4 separate regions of the Zea mays genome follow, and all the other regions are linked to region 1. A link is a contact called in public Hi-C data. All regions are on one chromosome and are shown on one strand. Each heading gives the region's core, a stretch centred on a gene start, on an enhancer-like site or on the middle of the called end of the contact. The rest is flanking DNA. Distances are from core to core; before and after follow the strand shown.

Evidence for each region. Hi-C and Micro-C count contacts between places; a contact is called where the count stands out from the background.
Region 2: a contact with region 1 is called in a Hi-C map of root tip, with 4 times the contacts expected there. The contact joins the promoter of LOC103646447 here to the promoter of LOC100282542 in region 1. A contact is called at or near these places in 10 of 25 Hi-C or Micro-C datasets (bundle sheath, ear, endosperm and 4 more).
Region 3: a Hi-C map of tassel shows a contact between it and region 1, with 5 times the contacts expected there. The contact joins the promoter of LOC103646449 here to the promoter of LOC100282542 in region 1. A contact is called at or near these places in 7 of 25 Hi-C or Micro-C datasets (ear, endosperm, leaf and 2 more).
Region 4: a Hi-C map of leaf shows a contact between it and region 1, with 6 times the contacts expected there. The contact joins the promoter of LOC103646450 here to the promoter of LOC100282542 in region 1. A contact is called at or near these places in 2 of 25 Hi-C or Micro-C datasets (ear and leaf).

Annotation. Positions count from the first base shown.
Region 1 is chr2:53,378,420-53,385,409 of Zm-B73-REFERENCE-NAM-5.0, reverse strand. It overlaps LOC100282542 (40S ribosomal protein S10), which reads left to right and starts at 2,221. Exons shown (of 5, transcript NM_001371870.1): 1 at 2,221-2,296; 2 at 2,396-2,444; 3 at 2,813-3,095; 4 at 4,450-4,582; 5 at 5,546-5,761. The coding sequence starts at 2,294. The coding sequence ends at 5,623. LOC100274438 reads left to right here. Exons shown (of 7, transcript NM_001148797.1): 6 at 1-201; 7 at 752-1,163. The coding sequence ends at 886.
Region 2 is chr2:53,171,687-53,178,455 of Zm-B73-REFERENCE-NAM-5.0, reverse strand. LOC103646447 (subtilisin-like protease SBT1.7) reads left to right here and starts at 1,518. Exons shown (of 1, transcript XM_008671183.4): 1 at 1,518-5,291. The coding sequence starts at 2,769. The coding sequence ends at 5,084. It overlaps LOC103646448 (thioredoxin M3, chloroplastic), which reads right to left. Exons shown (of 2, transcript XM_008671184.4): 2 at 5,228-6,769.
Region 3 is chr2:53,225,925-53,232,487 of Zm-B73-REFERENCE-NAM-5.0, reverse strand. It overlaps LOC103646449 (probable receptor-like protein kinase At1g49730), which reads left to right and starts at 3,124. Exons shown (of 9, transcript XM_020548298.2): 1 at 3,124-3,621; 2 at 4,834-5,382; 3 at 6,086-6,361. The coding sequence starts at 3,480.
Region 4 is chr2:53,564,025-53,570,808 of Zm-B73-REFERENCE-NAM-5.0, reverse strand. It overlaps LOC103646450 (nicotinate phosphoribosyltransferase 2), which reads left to right and starts at 2,627. Exons shown (of 16, transcript XM_008671185.2): 1 at 2,627-3,027; 2 at 3,858-4,055; 3 at 6,098-6,242; 4 at 6,514-6,633; 5 at 6,742-6,784. The coding sequence starts at 2,852.

The DNA of each region.
Region 1 (6,990 bases), core at 972-3,471:
GTTGAGTGGCTGAAGACGATGGTCAGCAACAGAAATTCTGAGGGGGTTTTGGATCCAAAGATGACTGAGAAGCCTACTTCTAGGGCATTGAAGAAGGCTTTGCTAGTGGCTCTGCGGTGCGTAGACCCTGAAGCTCGCAAGAGGCCAAAGATTGGGCATGTCATTCACATGCTTGAGGTTGACGATTTCCCGTACAGAGATGTAAGTTAAGATGGCATGTGCACACTTTTGAGTACCCATTGTCTCAGTATGTTAATTTGTTTTGACTTTATTGCCCATAAATCTTGTTGTCCACCAACTCTGAAGCAAGAAGGTTATCATGATGAACACTTCGTTTCGCAATCGTTGTTTACATTTGGAATAGCTGGGTAACACCTTTATTTACTTGTTATAGTCAAGTATCCCTACAACTACAGGTGACTGTTACAATATGCACTGAATTGGTTATCGTTATCACAGTTCCCAGACTCCCATGGGGGCAACTGACTAGAGGACTGTGCTCTCATTAACCCTTTGTAGATTAGCTTGGAGGGCCTGCCCCCATTCTTCATTTTTTTCACTGTTTTCACAACATATGAGTTAGATATCAATCTGATTTGCCTGGTCGTTTTTGCTGTCACCTTCAAATCCTGCAAGAGCTGTCAGCTCGTTCTTTCTTCAAACAATTTCAACGATCATGATAAGGAGTAATATAGTAACATTTTCCCCATATTTTAGACTAAGATTGCTAACATTTTGCTGCTCTCCCCAGGAGCGCCGGGGTGGCAAAGCTCCAGCCCAAGCAAGATCGGTGGAAACGCCACCTGCAAGCGAACCTGGCGATAGCAGCGGAAACAACACTCCAAAGGACGCACCGAATGGAGAACCTTTCAAGTGGAGAAACTAAGAGGACTAGCTTGGCTAGCCACCAGGAAAACGGTGGTTGCGCTTGAGTTTGTGCCTGATAAAGAAGCTGGATATGGTTGGTTGGTTGGTTGGTCGGGCATGCAAACTCCACAAGCACCAGTGTCGGTCGTCGTCGTCGTGACAGTATCTGTACATTGTTGAATCGATATGTTAGCCATAGCGATTTTTTTCCAGTTGGTTTTCTTGGGGCCGTATATTTATGCGAAGGATGATTTTGTGTGATAAAGGCGCGCGCGCTCGTGTGTATTCCTGAGGCGAAAAAAAGACTGAGCATTGCTATAGCTGAAACCGTTCCAGTAGGATTGGCCGATGACCTCCAAACCTTGCTGCCTGTTTGTTGTGCCATCCGCCTGGGTATATAGCCTCGGTTTCTGATGTCATATTCGTACCGTATGTTGATTTAGGGTCTGTTTGGTTAGGCTGTGGCTGTGAAAAAAGTTGCTGTGGGCTGTGAGCTGTGAAAAAAGCTGCTGTAGGCTGTGAGCTGTTAAAAAGCTAAAAACCGTTTGGTGGAAACAACTAAAAGTCATTAAAAATTCTTCGATATATGTTTTCACAGTTCCATCCGAAAAGCCACTAAAAGCAGGTCCAGGGGTGCTTTCAGATTTGCACTACAAGAAAGCCGGCTTTTAGAAAAAGCTGCTTTCTGGATCCAGCCCTTTGGTTAGCTTTTGACTTTTAGGGGGGCAAAAGTCAAAGCCAAAAGTCAAACCAAACACACCCTTATTATACAGTCATAGTCGTAGCAGTGTGACTGCTCAGCTGTTCAGGCTGGATGCTTTCAAGTACAGTGCAGCTTGTGCCATGGATTGGAATGCTGTTGGGGGTGCGTCCTCCGCTCTCCTGCTCGCGAGGGCCTGGTTGTTAGGCTTGCAGTTGCAGCTGCCGTTGTTTTGCACAAAAAAGAGGACTGCACCTGCCCGGTCAGGTATTTCACAGAAGTGTCGGTGATGCTGTGTTCGGGTAGAGATGGCCGATGAAGGCAGGCAGCCATGCGGGCAGATGGATGGAGACTGATGATGGTCTTCCAGACTGAAATTCGGCTGCACCCTGCAAGTCCTGGGTCCACCTGGAGATGAGACGACGGCAGGCAAGCAAGGACCGAGAGCGAGAGGAGCTGGCCCCGACGACGATGAGTGGAATAATATCAGCCTCCACGGGCCCGGTGGAATCGCTGTCCAAACACGCGCCTGAAAGGCCCCGCTTCTATTTTTGACGCTTATACCCTCGCTCTGCTCATCGAACCAAACCCTACACCGCGGCGACAGGTATAAAAGACATCTCCCGACCCGTGCCCTACTCGCCGCCGCCACCGCCACCGCCACCTACGCAACACCAGACGCTCCAGCAGTCCAGCACTCGGAGCTCGCGCGCCCGACGGCCCACCATGGTAAGCGAGTACGCGCGAGGCTCAATACGCTGCTGCTCCTCGGCTTTCGCCTGTTCTGCTGCCGGTGTTAATATCGCACCTGTTTTTCTTCAACCGCAGATCATCCCCAAGAAGAACCGCAATGAGATCTGCAAGTACCTCTTCAAGGGTATGCGATTATTCGTCCGCTAAACTCGCAGTAGGGTAACTTGCGTTGGTTGGTTGTTTCGCTTTCTAGGAGGGGACGTCTTCAAACTGTTTCCTTATTACTAGGATAGCACTAGTGTATTATGTTGAGTTCACTTTTTGGTCTAGTTTTAGCATCTCACAAACTTACGAGTTACGAGCAGATATATTATAGGCTTGACACAGCGAACTTGTGAAATAGTTTTGCACTCCAAATTTGTGTGCCCCCTAAACTATGGAATTGAACACAGGTTCTATGTATATCCATCACCGAGAATTGAAAGCATGGTCTGATGTGATGTGTGCTATGTTCATACGGTTTCTGTTAGTTTGATGTGTTTGCTGCTGCAGAGGGCGTGCTGTATGCCAAGAAGGACTACAACCTGGCGAAGCACCCACAGATTGATGTGCCCAACCTCCAGGTGATCAAGCTCATGCAGAGCTTCAAGTCCAAGGAGTATGTCAGAGAGACCTTCTCCTGGCAGTACTACTACTGGTACCTCACCAACGATGGCATTGAGCACCTACGCAACTACCTGAACCTCCCGTCTGAGATCGTGCCTGCCACGCTCAAGAAGTCTGCCAGGCCACTGGGCCGTCCATTTGGCTCTGGCCCTCCTGGTGACCGCCCAAGGTAAAGCCTAAATTCTTGAGCGTACTTAACAAATGTGTTTAGTAATGATTTCACATGTTTGTTTCTCATGTCTGGTGATGATTTCAGATGTATACTACAGTCAAGTCTGAAGTAGTTTTTTGTGCACTTCTGATCTTTTGATGATAGGGCTAACTTTATCTAGTAAATTACTTCTTGATGGTGCTTGTTTTGCATTTTCCAATGTGTTTTGGTGCAATCAGTGGTGGATCTGAGGAACTTTTGTGACCAAGGCCAATATTCTAAACGTCCAACACCGGATCACATACTAATAGACAACAAAAGTAATGTACTTATATATCATTATTAGGAGGAAATTTAGATGGATCCATATATAGTTTAATATTGTACTTCAATTCTAACCCCAAAGTCAACAACAAACTGATGAGTTCATGAAGACATAAAAGTGATTAAAAAAAGCCTAGATGATGCTGATATTATTCATCATCACATCATTTCATTTATTTGTATTTGGCTTCGTGAGCTTGCATTGGCTGTATAATTGGTGTAGGAACCAAAGTGAAAGTAGTCAATGCCATCTCTCTACTGTAAGCCAAGTAATTTTTTTTTTATGTTTGCTGTTGGCTGCAAAATTCAAAAATCACATAAATGAAGATTGAGGGATTAGATAATTGGAACAAGGAACAACCTGCTGCTGGTGTGATCTGTGATGTGCGCAGTGGGCAGCTGTGTATTGTGCCTCTGCTTATTTGCTTTGCCTTTTGCACAGTACCAGCCAGCTAGCGTGTGCACTACAGAGCAGTGCCAGCGAGACTGTTAGGAGACTAGGATTTAGCCTCGTTCCTAGGCTCACAGACACAGTCACACGCAGCAGGCGAGGGAGAGGAGAAGCATGTGAAACATCATTTGTGCAACCAAAAAAATAATGGGATTGCTCTAGTTTTTTCCTTAACGCCTAGGGCTATGGCTTTACTGGCCCTAGCTTTGTATCCGCTACTGGGTGCGATGCAACATATTTGTACTACTGTAGCTCGAGGATATTAGTGTTAGAGCCTTTTACATGTGCGCCCTTATGAAGCTGGTTGATGCATGAGTAAATAAAGAATACATGTTTATTAAAGAATAGCGGCATTGTTTTACTTATTTTAAATTGATATTTGGTTTGACAAAATCTTCTCTAGGGTGACACATTTTGTTAGTAAGGATATCCTTGCAAAGAAGTCAACCTAATTTTATGCAAGATCATATTTTGTGTGCTTTTAACAATGTGTTTTTACTGAGGAATATATTAAAGCTAACCAGTTATGTATGGATTGTTAAGTTTTTAATTGTTGATGCTATTATTTAATCTTCTCTTTGCTTGTAATGTATGTAGGGGCCCTGGTCGTTTTGAAGACAGACCAAGGTTTGGAGACAGGGATGAGTACCGTGGTGGCCCTCGTGGTGCTCCCGGTGACTTTGGTGGCGATAAGAGTGGAGCTCCTGCTGAGTTCCAGCCATCTTTCAGGGTAAGCATATTTGTGTTTTAATGCCATGTTCTTATTTTCTTACTTTTTAGCATACCGAGTTGAAATTCCACCTGCAATTGTTCATGTGTTGTGCATATAGACTCACATCATGCAGCTTGAAGTGAAACTGGCAGTGTGAAACATCAGAGTGCAATCTAAGGGGTGGGCAAGCACAATGTTAGGATTGAAATGAATAGTTAAAAGTATTTTTTTGAAGTCATTTTCCTAGATTTGCTGATAGTTAGAAATCTTGAATGCACTTTGGATGAGACACCATTCTATCATGCTCCAACTCAGTCTTTTATAGTAGTAACCATTATACTACTTTAAAAGGTGGACTTGGTGGTGATTGTCTGTTTGATCTCCTGCCATCCCTCCATTGAAGCTAGACATTTGAAGCAAGTCTCTCTTTGAGGTGTCAACAACAACAACGATAGCTGTTCTAGATGCAGTTCTATTCAATGCTAAACATATTCCATCCTTTCAAATCTTATCTTACTGCCTCTTTTCATATCAATTTTTTCCTTTCCCTGTCTCTCTTCCAATTGCAATGTTGCTATCATGCCTGGATCCAACTAGGCACAGGTGTGCCTCTAGATGTCTCCGATGGACATGTCCAAAACATCTCAACCAGTGTTTCCTCTCTATGTTGCTATTAGATATATCATCGTTGTGGACTTGATCCCTTGTATGGCCGCACCCTCCTGTATTTAGTCACAAAGATTTGAATAATATCGTCATATCATGTTAATTTACAAACAGAAAGCAGAGGGACAATGCACAGTTATTAGCCTAGGCTGATAATACTGCAACTGTGCTGTGTGCCTCTTGAAATTTTCTTGTAGGAGAGGACATCTAAAATTTTCCTGGGAGATCGAAAAATTCTATTTTATTGTTTACCCACTTGTCATGTACTGTATTTCAGACTTGCTGACGTATATTTGTGCACCTACAATATTGCAGAGTTCTGGCGCAAGGCCTGGCTTTGGCCGTGGTGGTGGCAGCGGCTTTGGCGCTGGCCCGACCTCTTCCATGGAGTGAACAGTGAAGCTGCCCTTAGTTTGGACATGATGTTTCCCCTCCCGTGAGGCGTTTAATTTTGAAGGACGGTTATTATGTACTAGTAATGTTTTCCGGATCGGCTAGTGCTGACATGCAAAAAAAATGTTCCATATTTATACATTGGTTCCAGTATAGTAGTCTTTGCAAAACGTTTGGATTTTCAAGTAAGTACGTTTTCGCTAATTTACGAGTAATCAGTCCTCCGTATGGTGGTTGACTGGTCTGAAGGGTTGGTGATGCTATTTTGTTCTTTTGTTGTTTCTAGTTGTTTGCCTGTTTCCGTTTGGAGCCATGCGTAAAGAACGGTAGCAAATCTAATCGTTAAAGTACGTGGTACTCCATCCCATTCCAATTCATATTAGGCACCGTTTGGACATAAAATTATTTCTTTTATTTTTGTCTTATTTAGTTTCTTGGGACTAAAATAGGAACTAATCTGTTTTAGTCTCTAGTCTTTTAAGGGATGACTAAAATAGCTAAATCATATTAATTCCATTTTTGCCTACCCTTTATTTCAGTTGCACTAATAGTGGGACTAATAGCGGGAGAACGAGAAAGAGTATTTTGGTCCTCTTATGATTTATTTAATATATTTTGAAACTTTTTAGTCCATAGACCTAAATAGGTAAGGACTAAACTTTAATCTACTTACTTAAACTTTAATCTATTTTGTAAACTTTAGTCCTTGGACTAAAGAAACCAAACGGGCCCTTGCTCCTTTCATCCCAAATTACCAAACTATAAGTCATTCTACTTTTTTTGAAAGATAATCACCTAAAGCTTGACTAGGATTTTCCAATAAAAATAATAATATCTATAATCTATAATATTAAATAATAATAGCAAAGTGCAAAGTGTTTGTTCGTTGCTACATTTTCTATTTATATTTAAGTATATAATAATATAAAACACAAACATGTATGGTTTGTTAGTTAGGTGGTGTGAATATAGGCTTAGAGCCAACAACCATGGTTCAAATTCTTATTTATATATAATTTTATCATTTTATTATTCAATTAAATATGGGGCGCATAACGACGGTGAAAACCGTGGAACTAGAAAAACTAGTGCTTTAATATAGTGGGAAAACTAGTGCTTTAAGGGAAAACTAGTGCTTTAATATAGTGGAGATTATTAGATTTTTTATTAATTATATTTTTATAGTATGCCATCGCTTGCCGCTCATATGCCTCAAGCGAGGCGGTAGTCCTCGAGTGACTCAGGTTGGTAATCTCGAGAACACTAGGGTATGGTATGGAGAAACTCGATGGCGTGGATGGCATGGTCAAATGCTCGAGGGCCCAAGTCGCCCTTTCTTCTATCGTGGTCGTCGTCCCATTGGGATT
Region 2 (6,769 bases), core at 269-2,768, 210 kb after region 1:
CTTCATAATCACACACCAATGATCAGTAATCGCCACTGGAAAAAAAAAAGAGAGAGAGAGAGGCTTTGCCAGGACAGTTGCCACCCTTTACAACCAATGCTACTATGGTGCCGTATCAAATAGCTCCGTGAATCATTTGTTCACATCGCGAGTCGAGAACCGAACACCATCCATATAGGTCATCTTCACTCTCCCGCCTTCTATTTTAAACTTCACTCTATAAACAATAAACTCTATTATGCAAAAGAGTGTTTTGTACCGGCGTGTACAAGTTCCGAGTCCCGACGGAGTCAGCCTAAACAGTGATACCAATCTCCTGTACTTGTGTCCAGCTGCATGTATGGAGCTATCTCGCAATTACGAGTGCACTGTGCCGTATACGCAGTGAGTTCACAGGAAGCGAAGTTTGGAGTAACCGAACTGTGGAACAGTGCGATGGCAGGTTTATATATATATATATATATATATATATATATATATATATATATATATATATATATATATATATATATATATATATATATATATATATATATATATATATATAGGCACACACACATACACATACTGATTTGATTTGGAGCTCACAGGCAGCAAGCAACCGATCGATCCCTGATGATCTGTACAGTGCCGGGCTGTTGGTTGATGTGTTGCCATGCCATCGTCGTCAGGAATTAGAATCTGTTACGCTAGAAACTCGGGATCGATGAATGTGCGTGCGACCGCGCTGCGCTGTTCCGCCTGGAATCTTTGCCCTACTCACCAAAGTTTCAGTTCAGACAGACATGTAGTAGTAACTAATTGTTCAGAAACCCAGAGCAAGGAAAAGAAAGGAAAGAAAGATCGACGGCCTCAAAAAAAAAACTGCCTCTAAATTCCGGGCCGCGTCGTCGTCAGTGGTTGCAGAGTTCGTTACGCGAGAAGAGTAAATTGAATGGAGAATGCAACCCGGAATCGGAGCCCGTCACCACGCGAGCCGGCGAGAGAGAGAGAGCTCAGAACTGAAGCAAGGACGACGCGGTCGTCACGCTGCACTGTTCCAGGCCCCAGAGGTCTCACTCACTCAGTCACCGGTCGCTCTCAGTGCTCGCTGCCCGCCTATATATCTAATTATCTATCATCCAGTCCAGTCCGGCGGCGAGAAGGCGGCCGGCGGTGGTGGAGCACAAGGCCGGAGAAAAGGAGCACATCATGAAAGGAAGGGAAGGCAGCTATGACCGCAGCACGTACCGAACACCATCCCTCCAATCCCTGAATGCATGCCATGATGCCAGCCTGCAGCCTGAGTGAGTGCACGCAGCACCCACAGGCCACAGTAGGCAGCACAGCACTGCATGACTGCGCTGTTGTTTTCCATGCTCTGCTGTTCCTGCCTGTTGCGCAGCGGTTCCACGCGATCGTATCAACAGGAAACAGATAGCACGTCCATACCCAAATGGCGCCCCCGCTTCTTTCTTTCCTGCATCTCTTTGAGGTGGCGATAAGTCGATAACGGCAGTTGGCTCAGCAGGACAGGACAGCAGCTTGGCTTGAAAGTGGAAAGCACTAGTCTGCAATTGCGTAACGAACTGACTGGCGAGTAAACAAGGTGTGTGTGTGTGTGTGTGTTAGCAAGCACTGTAAAGGCAGGAGAATAAGAGCGGCGCTGCCGTGGGCGGAAAGCAAGTCTGGCGACATGGACGCGCACCAGACGCCGATTACATATATATAGTTTACATATGCACAGTACATTGCTTTCGTGAAAGGCTAATGGCACTGTACAATGATTGCAACGTCAACAGACATGCAGGCCACCCATGGGGCCGTTCCTGACTTTTCAGGGACCCAATACGAAATCCGATATTGAGGTCCTACCCACACACAAATATATATAATTATATATATATATATATATTATCAAATATTTGACATATAAAAATTATTATGCACTATTTTGAAGTTTATAAGATAACAAATGTAAAATATAGCAAAAAACACTTGTTATCTGATATTATTAAAAATATCTTCTAACATTTTGTGATACAAAGTCATCTTTTATATCATTGAGATCAATCTGATCCAACAACTTTTTTCCGATATATAAAATCGTCAAGCCATTTAACATCTTTTGAGTTATTGTTGACCAAAAATAGTTAAAAAACATTTCAATTTTTAAAAGCTTCTCTCTGCCGAAGCAACCATCATATGTATAGTTTATAATACTCTCCCTATATCAAAATAGAATTTGTTTTGCTTCTTTAGTGGATTCATCATCATCAATATAAACATAAAAATCAAGAACTAAAACAAATACTATTTTGAAACGGATGAAGTATTCGATAAGTAATTGAGACAGTTTAAAAATATAAGCGAGACTAGTCGATAACTCGATAGCGCATCACTTCTTTACGTATTTGTGCCTATAATAGATGTGTTCAATAGAAAAAATGCTACCATACAATAGCTGGGGGCCTGTATTTTTTTGGGCCCGTGCGGCCGCACCCTCTGCACCCCACGGCCACAGGTACGGCCCTGGCCACCCATGGCCGCCATGGGATCCATTATATAATGTGTGTGTGTTTGTACTATCCACTGCACCGGCGAGACGCGACGGCGAGTGCTCTCCACTTGTAGCATCCACTCACTCAACTCTCCACTCCGCTGATGATGATGCATAAGAAGCGGCAGCTCTGAGCCCAAGCGTCGATTCAGCTCAGCGCGCAGCTCACTTCATCCGGCGTCGATTCAGCTCAGCGTACCAGTTGGGGCTGCCTCTGACGCCCGCGATCATGTTTCCCGCCGCGCCGTTCGGGGCCATCAGCCTCTTGCTGCTGGCGTGCGCCGCTGCGGCTGCGGCGGCGGACGGTGAGCGTCGACCGTACATCGTCCGCATGGACGCGGAGAAGATGCCGGCGCCGTTCGTGGAGCACGAGGGGTGGTACCGCTCGGTGCTGTCGTCGCTGCCGTCCGGCGCGGCGCCGCCGGTTCACCTGTACACGTACACGCACGTCATGCACGGGTTTAGCGCGGTGCTCAACTCGCGGCAGCTGGAGGAGCTCAAGGGCGTGGACGGGCACGTGGCCGCGTTCCCGGAGACGTACGGCCGGCTGCACACCACGCACACGCCGGCGTTCCTCGGGCTGGTGAGTGGCGGCTCGGGCGTCTGGCCGGCGTCCAAGTACGGCGACGGCGTCATCATCGGGATCGTCGACACGGGCGTCTGGCCCGAGAGCGAGAGCTTCAGCGACGCCGGCATGGGCCCCGTCCCGGCGGGGTGGAAGGGCGCGTGCGAGGCCGGCCAGGCGTTCAGGGCCTCCGCGTGCAACCGGAAGCTCATCGGGGCGCGCTCTTTCAGCAAGGGCCTCAAGCAGCGCGGCATCACGGTCTCGCCCGACGACTACGACTCGCCGCGGGACTACTACGGCCACGGCTCGCACACGTCGTCCACGGCGGCCGGCGCCGCCGTCGGCGGCGCGAGCTACTTCGGCTACGCCAACGGCACGGCCACCGGCATCGCCCCGAAGGCCAGGGTGGCCATGTACAAGGCCGTGTTCTCGGGAGACACGCTGGAGTCCGCGTCCACCGACGTGCTGGCCGCCATGGACCAGGCCATCGCCGACGGCGTCCACGTGATGTCGTTGTCTCTGGGGTTCCCCGAGACGTCCTACGACACCAATGTGATAGCCATTGGGGCCTTCGCCGCCATGCGGAAGGGCATCTTCGTCGCGTGCTCGGCCGGGAACGACGGCTCCGACGGGTACACCATCATGAACGGCGCGCCCTGGATCACGACCGTCGGCGCCGCGAGCATCGACAGGGACTTCACCGCGACCGTCACGCTCGGCAGCGGCGCGGCCGTCCAGGGCAAGTCGGTGTACCCGCTGAGCACGCCGACCGTCAGCGCGAGCCTCTACTACGGCCATGGCAACAGGAGCAAGCAGAGGTGCGAGTACTCCAGCCTGAGAAGCAAGGACGTGAGGGGGAAGTACGTGCTGTGCACCGGCGGCCCGAGCACCGAGATCGAGCAGCAGATGGACGAGGTGCAGAGCAACGGCGGCCTCGGCGCCATCATCGCGAGCGACATGAAGGAGTTCCTCCAGCCGACGGAGTACACCATGCCGCTGGTGCTGGTCACCCAGCCGGACGGCGCGGCCATCGCCAAGTACGCGACGACGGCGGCAGGGTCAGCCAGAGCCGGAGGAGGGGCGCCCAGGGCGAGCATCCGGTTCGGCGGCACGGCGCTCGGCGTCAAGCCGGCGCCGACCGTGTCCTACTTCTCCGCCCGCGGGCCGGGCCTGATCAGCCCGACGATCCTGAAGCCGGACATCGTCGCGCCGGGGGTGGACATCCTCGCGGCGTGGGTGCCCAACAAGGAGATCATGGAGCTCGGAAGGCAGAAGCTCTACACCAAGTACGCGCTCGTGTCCGGGACGTCCATGTCGTCGCCGCACGCCGCCGGCGTGGCCGCCCTCCTGCGGTCGGTGCACCCTGACTGGAGCCCGGCGGCCATCAGGTCCGCCATGATGACGACGGCGTACGTGAAGGACAGCGCCAGCAACGTCATCGTCAGCATGCCGAGCGGGTCACCGGGAACGCCGCTGGACTTCGGCAGCGGCCACGTCAGCCCCAACGAGGCCGTGGACCCTGGCCTCGTGTACGACGCGGCGGCCGACGACTACGTCGACTTGCTGTGCGCCCTACGCTACAGCGGCAGCCAGATATCCACCATCACCGGGCGGCCGAACCCCAGCTGCGCCGGAGCAAACCTGGACCTGAACTACCCGTCCTTCACGATCATCCTCAACAGGACCAACTCGGCCACGCACACGTTCAAGAGGGTACTCACAAACGTCGCGGCCGCACCGGCTAAGTACAGTGTGTCCGTGACGGCGCCGGCAGGGATGAAGGTGACGGTTTCGCCGACGGCGCTGTCCTTCGGCGGCAAGGGCAGCAAGCAGCCGTTCACAGTCACGGTGCAGGTCAGCAAGGTGAAAAGGAACTCAAATGACTACAACTACGCTGGGAACTATGGGTTCCTGAGCTGGAACGAAGTTGGAGGCAAGCATGTTGTCAGGAGCCCGATAGTCTCTGCATTTGCCCAATGACCGGGGAAGACATGTTAGCAATGCACGAACAAAAAAATAAGACTATAAGGTAGAAAAGATAATTATTATATTTACGATTCATCCTGATCAGGAACATTAAGAAATATAGATAGACTGAACAAAAGGTGGGGAGAGCATCGACAGATACTGCAGTTGACAAGTGTATTTTATACCTGATAAATCAAATTATAGGTTTCTCAAGTATTATTTTTACACTGATAAATCAAGTGTATTTTATACCTGATAAATCAAAAAAAATGCAAAATCCTACTCATTCTAAACTTATACCGAAGGTACGAAGTCATTGTCAGCTGAACAACACGTGCAAATGATTATCCATATCACATCAAATTCGTTTGTCACCCACAGTTAGGTTCTTCACCATGTTGTTGATCATACTAACACTAAAGACCGTCAAGCATAGATTGGGTATTGTTCTGCTGACAGCATCAAGTCTGAGATGATAGTATGATACCAACAGGTAATGCCTCACCAGGTACCCAAAGGCTCATGAAGTTTTCTGAAGCCTTAAACACTGATACCAGTACACCTGACTGATGATGACATTGACAGTGCACTGTGCACGGACCCATGGAATACGATATACCACGGTCATCAATCACATGTTTTCGTGGTTCATCATGGCACATTGTTTCAGCTGTTACTGGATTCAACATCAGCCATTACCACCATAAACTGTACAGTCATGCACTATGTTAGTCTCAGCACATGCTATTTTGCATCAGCAGTTACAAAACTTACTTGCATGGTTACTTTCCTGGTACCCACTTGATTTCAAATGTTTTTCGAGACCTCTTAGGCTCCCAATGTACATGTTCATATATGTCCCAGACTAGATGGTATACCAGTTGATATTTATGACCAACACTACCTTCATGTCAATTGCGGAAAGTGACCCAATGATTTTCTTATCATGGCATAAGAGGCCAGATGAAGTCCAAGCAACAGCAGCCATGAAGTGCTCGACTAGTCACTGTGGCAGATGGTGTCCATGTACTCAAGAACCAAGCAATTTTCTTATGCTAAGGCTGTATATCAGGCTCTTAAATGGTGGACATAACAAGAAATTACACAGCTGCAACACGTGCACCAAAGACCAATTCCATTTCAGTATTTCACCATGCCGACTTGGGGCTGAAATGGATACCATGAGTTGTGACCTCATGGGCTTCTGCTGAGGGAATTGAGTGCTGAACAAGATGCATGGAGATTGGTGACACCAAGCTGATCATCCAGTACACATTCATTCTACCATAACCATTACAAACTTACCTGGTGCATGTCATGCATGAAAGTATGTGCAGCAACCATCAAGTCTGCCATGACAACATCATATTTGGTCAATAATGGCACTAACAAGATCAATAGCATTCGAACTAGAGTAGGCACAACCCTGCCATGTATTGATGATAGCTGTGTTACGTTAACAGTTCAACCTTAAATTGTGCACCTAATATTTTTAGTAGGAGCAATGACTATGACATACCACACCAGCTCCACCCGTGCCCAATCCTGATACAGAGTACCTTTCCTGATCATTCTTGAGAAGACAAAAAATTAGGAAAGGCTAAACATGATCTTACAGAAAATCACTTAATCTACATCCAATTAAAATATTTACATGGGCATCCAAACCAACATTAAAAAAACAGTGTTCAGAAATA
Region 3 (6,563 bases), core at 1,875-4,374, 150 kb after region 1:
CGCTTTATGCGGAGGCTCGGGGGCTGCTCTCGCAAACCCGACTCCGGCCAAACCATTGACAACGTCAACATACCAGCCCGAGAACTTGGGACTCGACTGTGCACCCGGGCTACGACCAGTTCGCATGAGGGAACAACCAGACCGACCGAAGCATCACGAAACGCATTAAGACCTCGAAAGAGTCAAACCACTCCTCCGAGGCCTCGGGGGCTACACCCGGCGGGTGCGCTCGCGCGCACCCATCGGAACGAAACGCAACCGAGAAAGGCCGGTCCCCTTGCAAAAAACCGCGACAAAAGCCTCCAAGCGAGTATTAACACTCCCTTTGAGGCTCGGGGGCTACTGTCGAGGACCATAATTAGGGGTACCCCCAAGACTCCTAATCTCAACTGGTAACCCCCATCAGCACAAAGCTGCAAAGGCCTGATGGGTGTGATTAAGTCAAGGCTCGGTCCACTCAAGGGACTCGATCTCGCCTCGCCCGAGCCCAGCCTCGGGCAAGGGCAGCCGACCCCGGAGGATTCACGTCTCGCCCGAGGGCCCCCTCAAGCAACGGACACACCTTCGGCTCGTTCGAGGCCCAGTCTTCGCCAAGAAGCAACCTTGGCCAGATCGCCACACCAACCGACCGTATCGCAGAAGCATTTAATGCAAGGAAGGCCTGACACCTTATCCTGACGCGCGCCCCTCAGTCGACAGAGCCGAAGTGACCGCAGTCACTTCGCCGCTCCACTGACCGACCTGACAAGAGGACAACGCCGCCTGCGTCGCTCCGACTGCTGTGCCGCTCGACAGAGTGAGGCTGACAGCAGCCAAGTCCGGCATCGGGCGCCATAGGAAGCTCCGCCTCGCCCGACCCCAGGGCTCGGCCTCGGCCTCGGCCCTGGAAGACGACGAACTCCGCCCGACCCCAGGGCTCGGACTCGGCCTCGGCCCCGGAAGATGACGAACTCCGCCTCGCCCGACCCCAGGGCTCGGCCTCGGCCTCGGCCCCGGAAGACGACGAACTCCGCCTCGCCCGACCCCAGGGCTCGGACTCGGCCTCGGCCCCGGAAGACGACGAACTTCGCCTCGCCCGACCCCAGGGCTCGGACTCAGCCCTGGCCTCAGCCGACGGTCTCCGCCTCGCCCGACCCAGGGGCTCGGACTCGACCTCGACCTCGGAAGACAGACTCGACCTCGACCTCGGAGGAGCCTCCGCCTCGCCCGACCGAGGGCTCGGACCGACCACGTCACAGGAGGGGCCATCATTACCCTACCCCTAGCTAGCTCTGGCTACGGGGAACAAGACCGGCGTCCCATCTGGCTCGCCCTGGTAAACAAATAATGATGGCGCCCCACGTGCTCCATGACGACGGCGGCCCTCAACCCCTTACAGAAGCAAGGAGACATCAGCAAGGACTCGACAGCCCCGACAGCTGTCCTTCCGCAAGGCTCCAACGCTCCTCCGACGGCCACGACATCACATGAACAGGGTGCCAAAACCTCTCCAGCTGCCACGACGGTATGTACTTAGGGCGCTAGCTCCTCTCTGCTAGACACGTTAGCACACTGCTAAATCTCCTATTGTACACCTGGGCCCTCTCCTTACGCCTATAAAAGGAAGGCCCAGGGCACTCGTACAGAGGGTTGGTCGCGCGGGGAGGACGAGACGGCGCGTATAGGCCTCTCGCTCCCTCCCACGAGGACGCTTGTAACCCCCTACTGCAAGCGCACCCGACCTGGGCGCGGGACAACACGAAGGCCGCGGGTTTCCCCTTTTACGCCTGTCTCCCTCTAGCTTCCCCCCTCCGTGCTCCGTCTCGCGCCGACCCATCTGGGCTGGGGCACGCGGCGACAATTTACTCGTCGGTCTAGGGACCCCCCGGGGTCGAAACGCCGACAATATAGAATGGACAATGTTACATGCAAGGTGATGCATTATTGCAATGACAAAGGTAGCATGTCTAACCACGACCATTGTGTAGTACATGGTACCATCCATGTAGCCACACCTAAATGTGTTAGTGCTTTTACAAGCATTATAATAAATTACAAACAACTATACAATTTACCAACATGTTATAATTAACGGTGTGGTACATCTGTGTTGTTTGGCCACGACAAAGGGACTGATGTGTAGACATGTCCAAACGGGTGGGCCGTGCCAGCCCGGCACGGGCCCGCCTTCGGCCCATCACGTTTCGGCCCGTTAGGTTGACGGGCCGTGCCGGGCTGGACCACCATGCCACATCCCAGGCCCAAGCACGGCCCACACATAGCTGTGCCAGGTCGGGCCGGCCCGCAGCCCGTTAAGGCCCGTCGTGCTTTGACCGGGGTGGGAAGAAAAATAAGTAAAAAAAAGAATAAAAACAAGCTTTGCTAGGATTCAAACCCTAGTTGAAGGGTTTAAAATGCCTAGCTACACCACTCTAGCCAACTAAACCAAACTTATTTTGTATTTAAATTATTAAAGTTGCTTCTAATATACAAAGAAATGCACTGGAAAATAAAAAAATAATCGGGCCGTGCTCGGGCCGGCACGACGTGCCACGGCAGCGGCCCAAGCCTGACCCGAATAACGGGGCGTGCTGGCCCGAGCCCGTCAACCACCGTGTCGTGTTCATAACGGGCCAAAAACGTGCCGTGCACGGACCGTCCAACGGGCACGGCCCTGTTGGACATCTCTACTGGTGTGGCCAAATGGATCATTTTTTAAAACAAAATGACTATCGTCATTTCTAGAAATAACTTTAAAAATATTAAAAATAAAAAAAACCCGACTATGTAGGGAGTTATCTTTGTTACCCTAGAACCCACACGAGAAAAATGATCTCCCCAGTGGCACTGTGGGCGCGACCGTACGCGCGGCAGCTTTCCGTACGAACAAACGCGAGCCGATACCGATAGGCGATAGTCGCCACCGCCAAACTGAACGGCAAAGTCCGTGGCCCGCCCGTCAGTGGCTCTGAGCAACCCGTCCCCATCCCCCTCTCCTAGACGACGAACACAGTAGCAGTAGGCCGTCGCCCGAGAGGGCCGTCGGGTCAGCGGCTCTCGAGCCCTTGACGAGACACGAGATGCCCCAGCGGCGTCGCGACGGCTGGGCGATGGCCGAATCCTCGAGCGCGGCGCCGCGCGCGTCTGCTGCTGGCACTGTAGGTATCTGTATGTATGGGCCGGTCCACGCCACGTGCGAGACCCATTTACCCACAGGCGGCAGGGCGCGTATCCCTCTATCCCACTGCGCGCCCGTGAGCCCAACCCAACCATGAGTCCACGACCACGACCACTCCTGTAGTCTAGATGAAAAGGGAGGGCCTGCCGCCTGCGCGGCTGCGCCCGGCACGCGCAAAGCGAAAAAGCGCCGGCGAGCAAAGGAGAGCGAGGGAATCGGGTTGGCGTCGGGTGGGCAGCCTGGCATCCCATTCCTGCCTTCCTCCCCGAAGAGCCGGACGGACTTCGTTTTCTCCCCCCTCACCCACACTGCCACTGACTGCATGCTCTCCGATTCCGCTCCCGCGGTCCCGACCCCGCCTCCTCCTTCGTCGGGCTCGATGCGGCGGCGCCTCGCGCCGGTGCTTCTTCTCGCCGCCGCGCTGCTGCTGGCGGCGCGCCCGTGGCCAGCGGTGATCGCAGCAGGTAAGCACCCGCCGATGCCACTCGAACCGCCGGGTTCTCCTTCCCTTCTTCCTTTCCCGCGCCTTTATATTATCTGGCAGGCAGTTCCCAGTGCTAGCGCCAGTGTCACGCGTTTCTCACCGGTGATCGCTGGGTTTCGGAGCCTGATAAGGTGGGTGGCGGCGGCGACTGTGCTCGCGGCTGGAATCGGAAGCGCACTCGACTCGACACTTCCCTAAACCAGTGCTTCCATTCTGTTCTGCTCTTTGCTTCTGTGCCTTGGTGGTGATTCGTTGAGTCCATGAAACCTATTTCCCCCCACTTTTGCTGGAGATTTAGGTGACGGTTCTGCATTTCGTCCAGATTAGTTCTCGTTCCCCCAGAGCTGCATTTTTTATGAGTATGCTATGGTATTTTTCTTCCTCCTGAGAGACTGAGGGTTTGAGGCGTTGTCACCTCGCTAGGGAGTGGGGGATAATGCCAGAAGTTGTTCGCGGCCGCCGCATGTGTCGTCTGCCACAGGGGGACCTCGCATCGCTAGCACTTGAGTCCTCGCGCCACCCGCCATCAATTCGCTTACCTAATGGGTTTTTTTTTTGGTACTGCGCCGGGTTAAACAGTTACCGGTATGCCTTTCGGGCCTTGATGCCTCTCTCGCCCTTGCTTTTGTAGCCGTTGGATTTTGCTGTCAGCAGAACCCCCGTCCTGTCATTCGGCGTTACTGAATCACTAATCTGTTTGACTTCACCTCACCTGTTGTTTTCACGTGGGTTGTTCAGACTTGTCACCTGTGCTCTACAATACTGCTGAATATCTTGAAATGTATTCATACACGCTTATCCGTAGGTAACATTCAATATTTGGTATAGCACGTCCGATAGTCCGATGTGAAATCGGGGCATTGGATTTGGAATTTATTGCATGTTCTGTTGGGCCTGTATGTATGGTGTATCTACCTTGTACTGGTCCTGCGATCTGAGGCATTCACTCCAGTTTCTGTTTTGTAAGATGCAATTCGGGTCATGAACAGGAAGAGCCAACTGCACGGCTTCATTGCAGATTTTGTTCTTTCTGTGTAATATATTCCCCAGTTTCAGTTAATATGTGGAGTATTAAGATGGTCTTCAAAAGTCATCTATGATTCCCCCCCCCCCCCCCCCCCCCCCCCTACTTTCTTGTATCTATACATTTGCAGCACCATTCAATATTCGTAATCGTTCTTCCATCGTGCAGATTGTCCTTTGGATTTGAGTTGGCCCAACTACGGACTGATAGCTTCCGTGTGCTCGGACCAAAATGGACACTCAAAGTGTTGCCGCTACATCAATGCTGTTCTTGCGGTCTCGTCTGCCATGTATGCAAACACAACAGGCACTCTTGGGGTTCCGGCTCAATTTTCTGATTCCTGCATTGCCAATATCTCTGATACATTGGTGTCAAAGGGGATACTGCCTACTGCCGCTTCGTTTTGTGGTCTTGGGATCAAAATTCAAGTGTCCTATCAGTGTGATGGGATGACCACCATCCTTGAGATGTTGCAGTCTCCGAATTTCATTGATATCACAAGAAGCTGTGCAACTACACTTTCAGATGATATCACCTGCAAGAGGTGCTTAAACTCTGGTCTGTCGTACCTCCGCCATCTTGTCGGGGAACAAGATAATGTCACCTTGAATACCTGCCGTGATGCTGCTTTTGTTGCACTTGTGAGTCAAGGGAATATATCTACCGTTGATACAGCTGGTTGCTTTTTTAGTGTTCAGGGGCTTAGTGCTCTTCAAGGTTTGCATATTTGATAAATCAATTTGCCTCCCTTTTCTGTAGAATGGCTAGTGTCATTAAAAAATTGTGGTAAAAAATTCTTTTAGATTCTGTAACCTCTCTCTCTCTCTGATATATGACTTCTCTTTTAATTAAGTGGATCATATAATGTAACCTTTAACACATAAAGTGTGGCACCTCATTTCCCCCATCACTTGATGCTAGTAAATTGAACAAATGCAAAATGATTGTTGTGGATATTTCTTCTGGCTCAAACAAACTTATCATACCAAATGATTGCTCTGAATTCTATGAAGCAAGTTTATCCATGATAGTTTCCTGTATACATATTCAACATTAGGTATGCGTCTTAATCTAAAGATTCATAATAAGCATATATTAGTATCAATGTTAATTTAGCTCTTATTGTAATAGTTAAGCATGAGCATACTGCTTTTTTATAATCTTTGTGTACGTTTTCATAGCAAAAAATATCTATTTCTATATATTAGTTGGTAAGATGAAACTATTCCTTTACATCTGCTTTTGTTATGCAAAACTGTAGCTGTATTTTATAATAACTGTTGATTTGCTTCCTTAACGAGTTAGGTACTTAGGTGTACTAAAGTGTGTTCTCCCATAAGTATTTGTTTGTTGTAGTTCTGTAGTCTGTACCTTGACCTTGTACATGATATGGACTTCCATCTTTGAATTTATAATGCAGTGAACATATCTGGACCAGCTCCAACTGGACTTGTTGCGCCAGATATTTCTCCTAGTCCACTTACGGTGCAAGTTCCTGTAGTGCCACCCAAGCATCATCGCAGTTACAAGCTTGTTCTGTTCCCAGCTATTGGAGTTTTAGTCACTGGTGTAGCAATTCTACTAATGATAGTACTGATTTTCCTAATCCGTAGAAAGAATAAAGAACTCAAAAAGATGGAAGGAAATAACCCTCTGGATGCATGGAGTTTTTCCTGTGTCAAGAAAGGCCAAGAAGGTATGGATTTCCGGGTTGTTTTATTGTGATATTGTAATTCTTTCACGAACGTATGCTCATTAGGATGTCCAACTGTATTGGATAATTTAACGAGGTTATATGGCATATGATACAAGTGCTGGATAATAGCATACTACCATTTCGTTGTGGAGTATTCTTGATTTTAGATATAGAACTCATTTATGGCTATCGGTGTGCATGT
Region 4 (6,784 bases), core at 1,378-3,877, 180 kb before region 1:
AATAATTATCCTCCAAATTGATTAACCATTTTCTGATGTTGTAATATGCCGCAAAATATATCATATCTTTATATGTTGGAGAACTCTAGGTATCACATAAAGTGTACCAAAAGATTTTTGGAAATGGGTGTACACAACGTAGATAATCTCCATGTAATGAAACAATGGAGTAGATCTCTCAGTAGTGGGCAAAACTTTTGCTGCCTGAAAGCATGGTCTCTGGGCTGATATATTCAAAAAAACATACCGCAACCAATGCTTAGGACTCCACTACCCTGTGCTTGACCAAAATTTCAAAAATGAAATGGAAATCACCATAAAGGTGATTAACCAACATCACATCTCCAACATATCTACTTGGGAGAACACATAGGTAATCATCATCGACATATGATGTAGACCTCTTACTGATGGGCAAATAACCTTTTGCTGTCTAAAAGCTTGGTCTCAGGGCAAATAAATTCCAAGAACTTATTGCAGCCAAAGCCTAGATCTCCATCATGTGTTGAAATAATCCCAAGTTCAAGATATGTATCATATTTTGAAAGAATTCATCATTTAATTAAGTAGAACTTAATTAAAAGAATTCTTGTAGCAGTCAGCATGACTGCAGCGTCCAGCCTGGCTCCATAGCCCGCGACGCCTGCATGGTCCGTGATCTTTTTGGGTAGCACGTATAGGTAATCATCTCAAAAGATGTAGACCTCATAGTGATAGGCATTTCAAATGCGGCCTAAAGCACGGTCTCTGGGCTACTAAATTCTATAAAGAATTTAGCGCAGCCAATGCTTAGGACTCCATCACCCTATGCTTTCACCCATAAACTGCAACCTCATGTTGCATGTAGACCATTCAGTTTCGACTTATTATATGTGCTATGTTTTCCATGCAATCATAAAGAATGCAAAAACAAAGCAAGTCGAAAATATGTGAATATAAATGTAAAAATAATATAATTTACTATCAAATCTGTATTTTTTATAATAAAAACAGACAAGTATGTACAATTACATATCTCATCAGAAGTCTAAATATTCAAATTTAGATTCTCAACACTGAGTGAAAGTAATTGAACAGAAAATAAATAAAAATAAAAATAGTCGGGCGCTCGTGGCCCATCTATGGCTGAAACCGGCCCATGAACCGGCATATAAAATCAACCGTTAGGGTTAAAACCCTAACCGTCCATCACCATGGACAGGGACGGCCGCCGCCTCCTCCGGCGGCGCGGACCCGGCCGGGCGCTTGGGCACGTGTTCCGGTGGCGCGTGCACGGCCCAGGCTGGGGCGCGCACAGCGGGCGCAACCGCGGTGGCTGTACGGGCAGCCTTGCGCGCGGGCGCGACCCCTATGCCTCGGCTCGCCGGCAGGCGGCCCGGCCAGTTGCGGCGGTTGCCAGGGCGCGAGCGCGGGAGCGGCTGCCCAACCACGACGCGCGGGCATGGCAGCGCGCGACGAGGTTGCCCGGCGCGGGCGCCACGCGAGTACGGCCTCGGCACGGCGGCCCAGCCCCAACGGCGCCAGGTCGGGCGCGGTGGCCCCGGCTCGCGGTCCCGGGCAGCGCGGCCCTGGCTGCACAGGCGCGGCCCCCTGGCGGCACGCCGGCGCGTCCCCGGCTGCACAGGCGCGACCCCTCCGCTCGGCACGGGCGCAGAGGCCCGGTGCGAGCGCGCTGCTCGGCCGTGGGAGGCTCGGCCAGGCGGGCGGGTGCGCGCGGGCCCGGTCAGGCGAGCGGCCTCCAACGGCGGCGCGCGGCCCCTTGTGGTTCAGGCACAACGGCCGCGGTCCCAGCCCTGGCGGCTCAGGGCGTCGTCCCCGGCCCCGGCGCAAGATCTGGCGCGGCGGACTCGTGTGGCCCCTGCGTGGCTTCGCGCGGGCGAGCGCACGGCCTCAGCGCGAGGGCGCGCGGCCTCGGCCAGGGCACTTCCGGCCAAGCGCAGACCCAGCGCGGCCTCCGGCCAGGAGCGGGCCCTGCCCGTTCGTGAGGTGCAATCTGGCAAGCGTTAATTGCCTCTGCAGTCCGCGTAGCCACAACCAGGCAATGTCCATCATGCAATTTGTGTAGAAATTGAAAGAACGACAGTGCCAAAAGAACACATCAGAAAAGGGTAATAACATCCTACTTTTCTCTGGATGAGCGTAAACCAGTACGCGCGCCATGATCCTTACAGAAAGCGCTGCGTCGGTGACGCGTAGGGCAGTTCTTCATTTTCCCTTCATCTCTCGCTTCTCTGATCGAGTGGTGCTGATAACGTGTTATAATATACTCAGTGGTAAATGAGAATTGAGAGAGACAAATGACAGTAGTAGTTCTTTATTGCAGAGAATCTGGTTTATATACATGTGAATACAGTGTCTTCCAAGGGGTGTGTCCCTTGGGAGAAAACTGTCAGGGGGAGAGGGTTGATCACATGACAATACTTTGTAACACATACTACTACTATTTGATAGGGATCCTTTGGTTTAGGGAGACTAATTTTTAATCTACCCACTTTATTCTATTTTAATTCTTAATTATTAACTAAATTAGAGTTTTAGTTTTAATTTAGAACCTAAAATAAAATAAAATAAATTAGTTTCTATAAATCAAACATCCATACCGTACGTACCGCCCAGATCCCGGCCAAGCTCACAAATTCCATTCGGGCCCCTGCCTTCTCCGCCTCCACCCGCCTCATTCCGTCATTCGGGTCTCCAGCAGTCCAGCTGTTTCCGCTCCCGCCTCCTCCTGTCCTCCTTCCGGGTTCCGGCGCAGCCTCTCTCGCCCCGTCCAGGACGCAAGCGTACCCTAGGCGGAGCCACCTTCCACTCTTCCAGAAATCTCTCTCCGGAGGCCGGAGGGGAGGCCAGGATGGCAGCACCAGCGACGTCGGGGCCGCCCGCGAGCGCCAACGGCTCCCTCGCGGGGGTGGCCGCGGCGGTGGGAGCGCCCACTAACCCCATGGCGACGGCGATGCTCACCGATCAATACCAGTTCTCTATGGCCTACGCGTACTGGAAGGCCGGGAAGCACGCCGACCGAGCCGTGTGAGCGCCCTCTCCCTGTCCCCGCTTCGTTGCTGTGCCCGTGCGCAATTTGTTCAGCGGTGCCGGTTGGATTGGATTGGATCGGGAGGTTGTGATCTGTCGACTGTCGTGAGGGTGGTGGGCGGGAGTCGGGACGGTTTGTCCGTGCCGTGTTAGGTTTTGAGGGATGGGGCTTTCAGGGCCATGTATTGGATTGGAGCTCGGTCCCTCCCTGCCGCAATTCCCTTGTTGCTGTTCTGTTGCTAGTGCTGTGCTCTCGTTTTTGGTTCTGATCAATGTGCTGGGAGCGTTAGTTCTCGTAGGATCGGTTATTTGGTATTGCTGATTTTCCCTCTTATTGTTTTCCCACCACTGTGGGCTAAGACGGTGTGTTTTTTTACATCGTGGACCATTGATTGTTCAGAGTATTTTATTTTATTTTCGATCTGGTGCTCTGGTTTTGCTTTCGGAATCCTTTTCGTGTCTAGTTAGATTTTTCTCTTGCCCCAGCAGTGATATTTTAAGCAGTGGCTGTCAGGATTTAAATCTACCTACGGCGAAACTTCCAAAATTTGAAATTACAAATATAACGAGCACAATAAACATGTCCATACAAATATGCTAAACTAAAAAAACAATTTCTGATGACGTACCTTATAAACAATTCAGTGCATAATCTGATAAATCATGTGACAAACAACTAAACTAGTAGAAAGAATTATTGGATGCAATTTTATTTTTCCTTCTTCCCCGTCATGGCCCAAGAGAAGAACATGAGATTGATCTAATCGTTGAACTGCTGAACCGTTGGCAAGATGGCAACGCCTTATACGATACCTTTTTTTTACCAGAACTCTAAAAGCCCATGAGCCACGTAAAGCAGGAACTACACACCCTCAGCTGCCAGGTAGGCTTGCATGTTTTTGTTCAGCACCGACCGGAGGTATTCTCGCCGTATCTCAGCTGTGGCGAGCGCCAGACCTCACTCACCACTGCATGGATCCGCCACTGATTTCAAACATATCTTCGTCTCGACATCTACAGTTGATGTATGTCAATATGCATTCTCTATTGCTAATACAATGTTGCCGATGTAAAAACTGAGCAAGTGGGATGCCACCTTTAGTATTTTGATTTGTGCTGTACTGTGTTCAAACCGGGCTTTCATTTTCATTGCTCAACCTTGTATTTCTCCGCTGAGCCCTTTCCATTGTGCAATTTTAATTGCTCCTTGTCGATGTTGATATTTATCTGTTTTTATTTGTTTGGAGTGGACGATGCATTCATTTGGGATTATCGTGCTCTTCTTAGAGGTATATTCTGCATTTGGTGTTAATTTATCCTAAGTTGGCTTTAGGAGCCAAACCTTTTTTTCCTAGTTCTAATTGTATCTCTTGGATATTTTTCACAATTTGCATATGACATGACACATGAGTATTATTATGATGTAATTCAGAAGGTACGTGGACATTTGAATAGACAAACAGATGAATGACATTTACTGCTTGAGTAAACAAACAAGTCAATCAATTCATCTCTGGGTTTTATATTTATTTGCTTTGGCCATCCAAGGTTTGAAATGTGTACAATCACAAACGTATGCAAGAAAGCAACTTTGACTTAAAATAGTTGCATATTTTAGTTGCAGAAAACTCCTTTTTTTAGAAAAAAACAAGGTGATATCATCATATGTGTGTTGGCTGCTAGTTCAGGAACAGGGGAGTTTTTATGGGGGAAAAGCTATAATTGTGTCATTCAAAGAATATTCTAGGAAGGTACCTTGAAACTACCCTGGGCTGTTTTATATATTGCTCGTACAGCATGACAGTGCAAAACTTCTTGGTCGATACTGAGGTAAACAAGAACTTTGTGTGAAGCGATCTTCTCTATGTCTTGGAATGTAACCCTAGTTCTTAATGGTCATATGTGCCCCATACCCTTAAGTTCATATGGATAGAACTTCCTTGTATGCATTGTATTAAAACGTTGTTTGTCCACAGTATTAAAATATTTGTCGGCTTCTCATAAAGCAACGGTTTTTAATTTACCTCAGCAGCTCCCTAGATTGCACCAGAGATGCCTCCACGTGACTCCAAATAAAGTATGCCAATGTTAAAATATTTTTTATCTCAAATTTAGGAAAATGTAATGCAAGTGGCATTATGGAAAGTTAATGGTAGGCCTTGGTATTGTTAGAGTCGAGGAAAAATGGCAACTTGTGTATTTCATAGGGCCTAAAGGGCAAAAGTACTACTAGAGTGACTTGGAGCTTTTTTTGACAAGGGGATTCCCCATTTATATTACTTTCATAATAGAAATACAACACAGAGACAGGGTAGCAGAACAAAGAACTACTAGAGTTCGACATATCAAGATGCAGGTGAACAACATCACGGCAAGGGGGGAAACGACGCCTACTGGATTATTACACAAAGTTTTCTTCCAGATAGGCACGCAGGCCTGATTCAGGACACTCCCAGACATCCCAGATTTTTTTTTCAAAAACACAGGAGAGCTGCGTATCATTATATTAAGAAGAATAGGTGAGGCAAGAAGAAAACCTCATACAACTTTACACAGACCCACATACACTAGATTATAGGTAGAAATACCGCAATATAAACAGCTAGACCCGTGACCATGGAGACCCTAAAATAAAGATTACCGGAATTGACTTGGAGCTTATGGTCATTGAATTTCAATCTCTCAGCAAATTTTCAAAACCATGCATCTATAATGAATTCAGACAATTGGTGAAAAAAGGTTCAAGAATTTCTAATCCTTGGAACTCACAAAATAATCTTTGTCATTTCATGGGAAGTTGGGAACTGACTACTTAGTAGCAATTTGAATGTCCATCCAATGCAACCCATCTTGTTGCATTTTAGTCTTATTACGACCAAGAAAACATTTCTGCCTGTTGTCTGCTTCCTCATGCAAGTTCTAGTCCTCCATAAACCTTTCAGTGAATCTAGTTTCAAGCCTTCTGATTGAGTTTCAGTGGATACAATCTGTCTATGGATAGAAATAATGTATCACACGTAATAGCTTTGTCAACTTAATTCTGACTTGAATCCTTTTTCTTTCACAGGTTTGACCTGTACTTTAGGAAAAATCCATTTGGTGGGGAGTTCACTGTTTTTGCTGGCCTTGAGGAGTGCATCAAATTTATGGCGAATTTTAAGTTCACAGAACATGACATTTCTTTCCTGCAATCAGTCATGCCAACATGTGCGGTATCACCTCATCCATACATGAGTAGCCTCTTTCTTCCCATGATTCTGAGATAGGTTGTTAGGTTTGCTGAAAATAATGCCTTTTAGTCACCAAGGCCAATTAGCATGAACTAGAAAGAATTGGTTACTTCACATGGAGGAAGCGGAAGTAATTTTAAATGCACGCACTGTGTCTTGGATTGTTTGTTTTTCACCTAACTTTTATAAACACTATTTATTTGGGTGTTTTCCTGCTAAATGTTCATTTTCTGAAGTAAACTACAATTCCTAGGGTGCTTTCTTCGATTATCTCGGGGAAGTTGACTGCTCTGATGTAGAGGTGTACTCTATTCCTGAGGGATCAGTAGTTTTTCCAAAAGTGCCCTTGATGAGAGTTGAAGGTCCGGTTGCTGTAAGTGCGAAGCCCTCACCAGTTATGCTAATACATGTTTGCGATATGAGCATTGACCAGAATTTTGAAATGCCTCTGATAACTTACCATTTGTTATTACACCATCAGGTAGTTCAACTTCTTGAGACCCCATTTGTAAATCTTATCAATT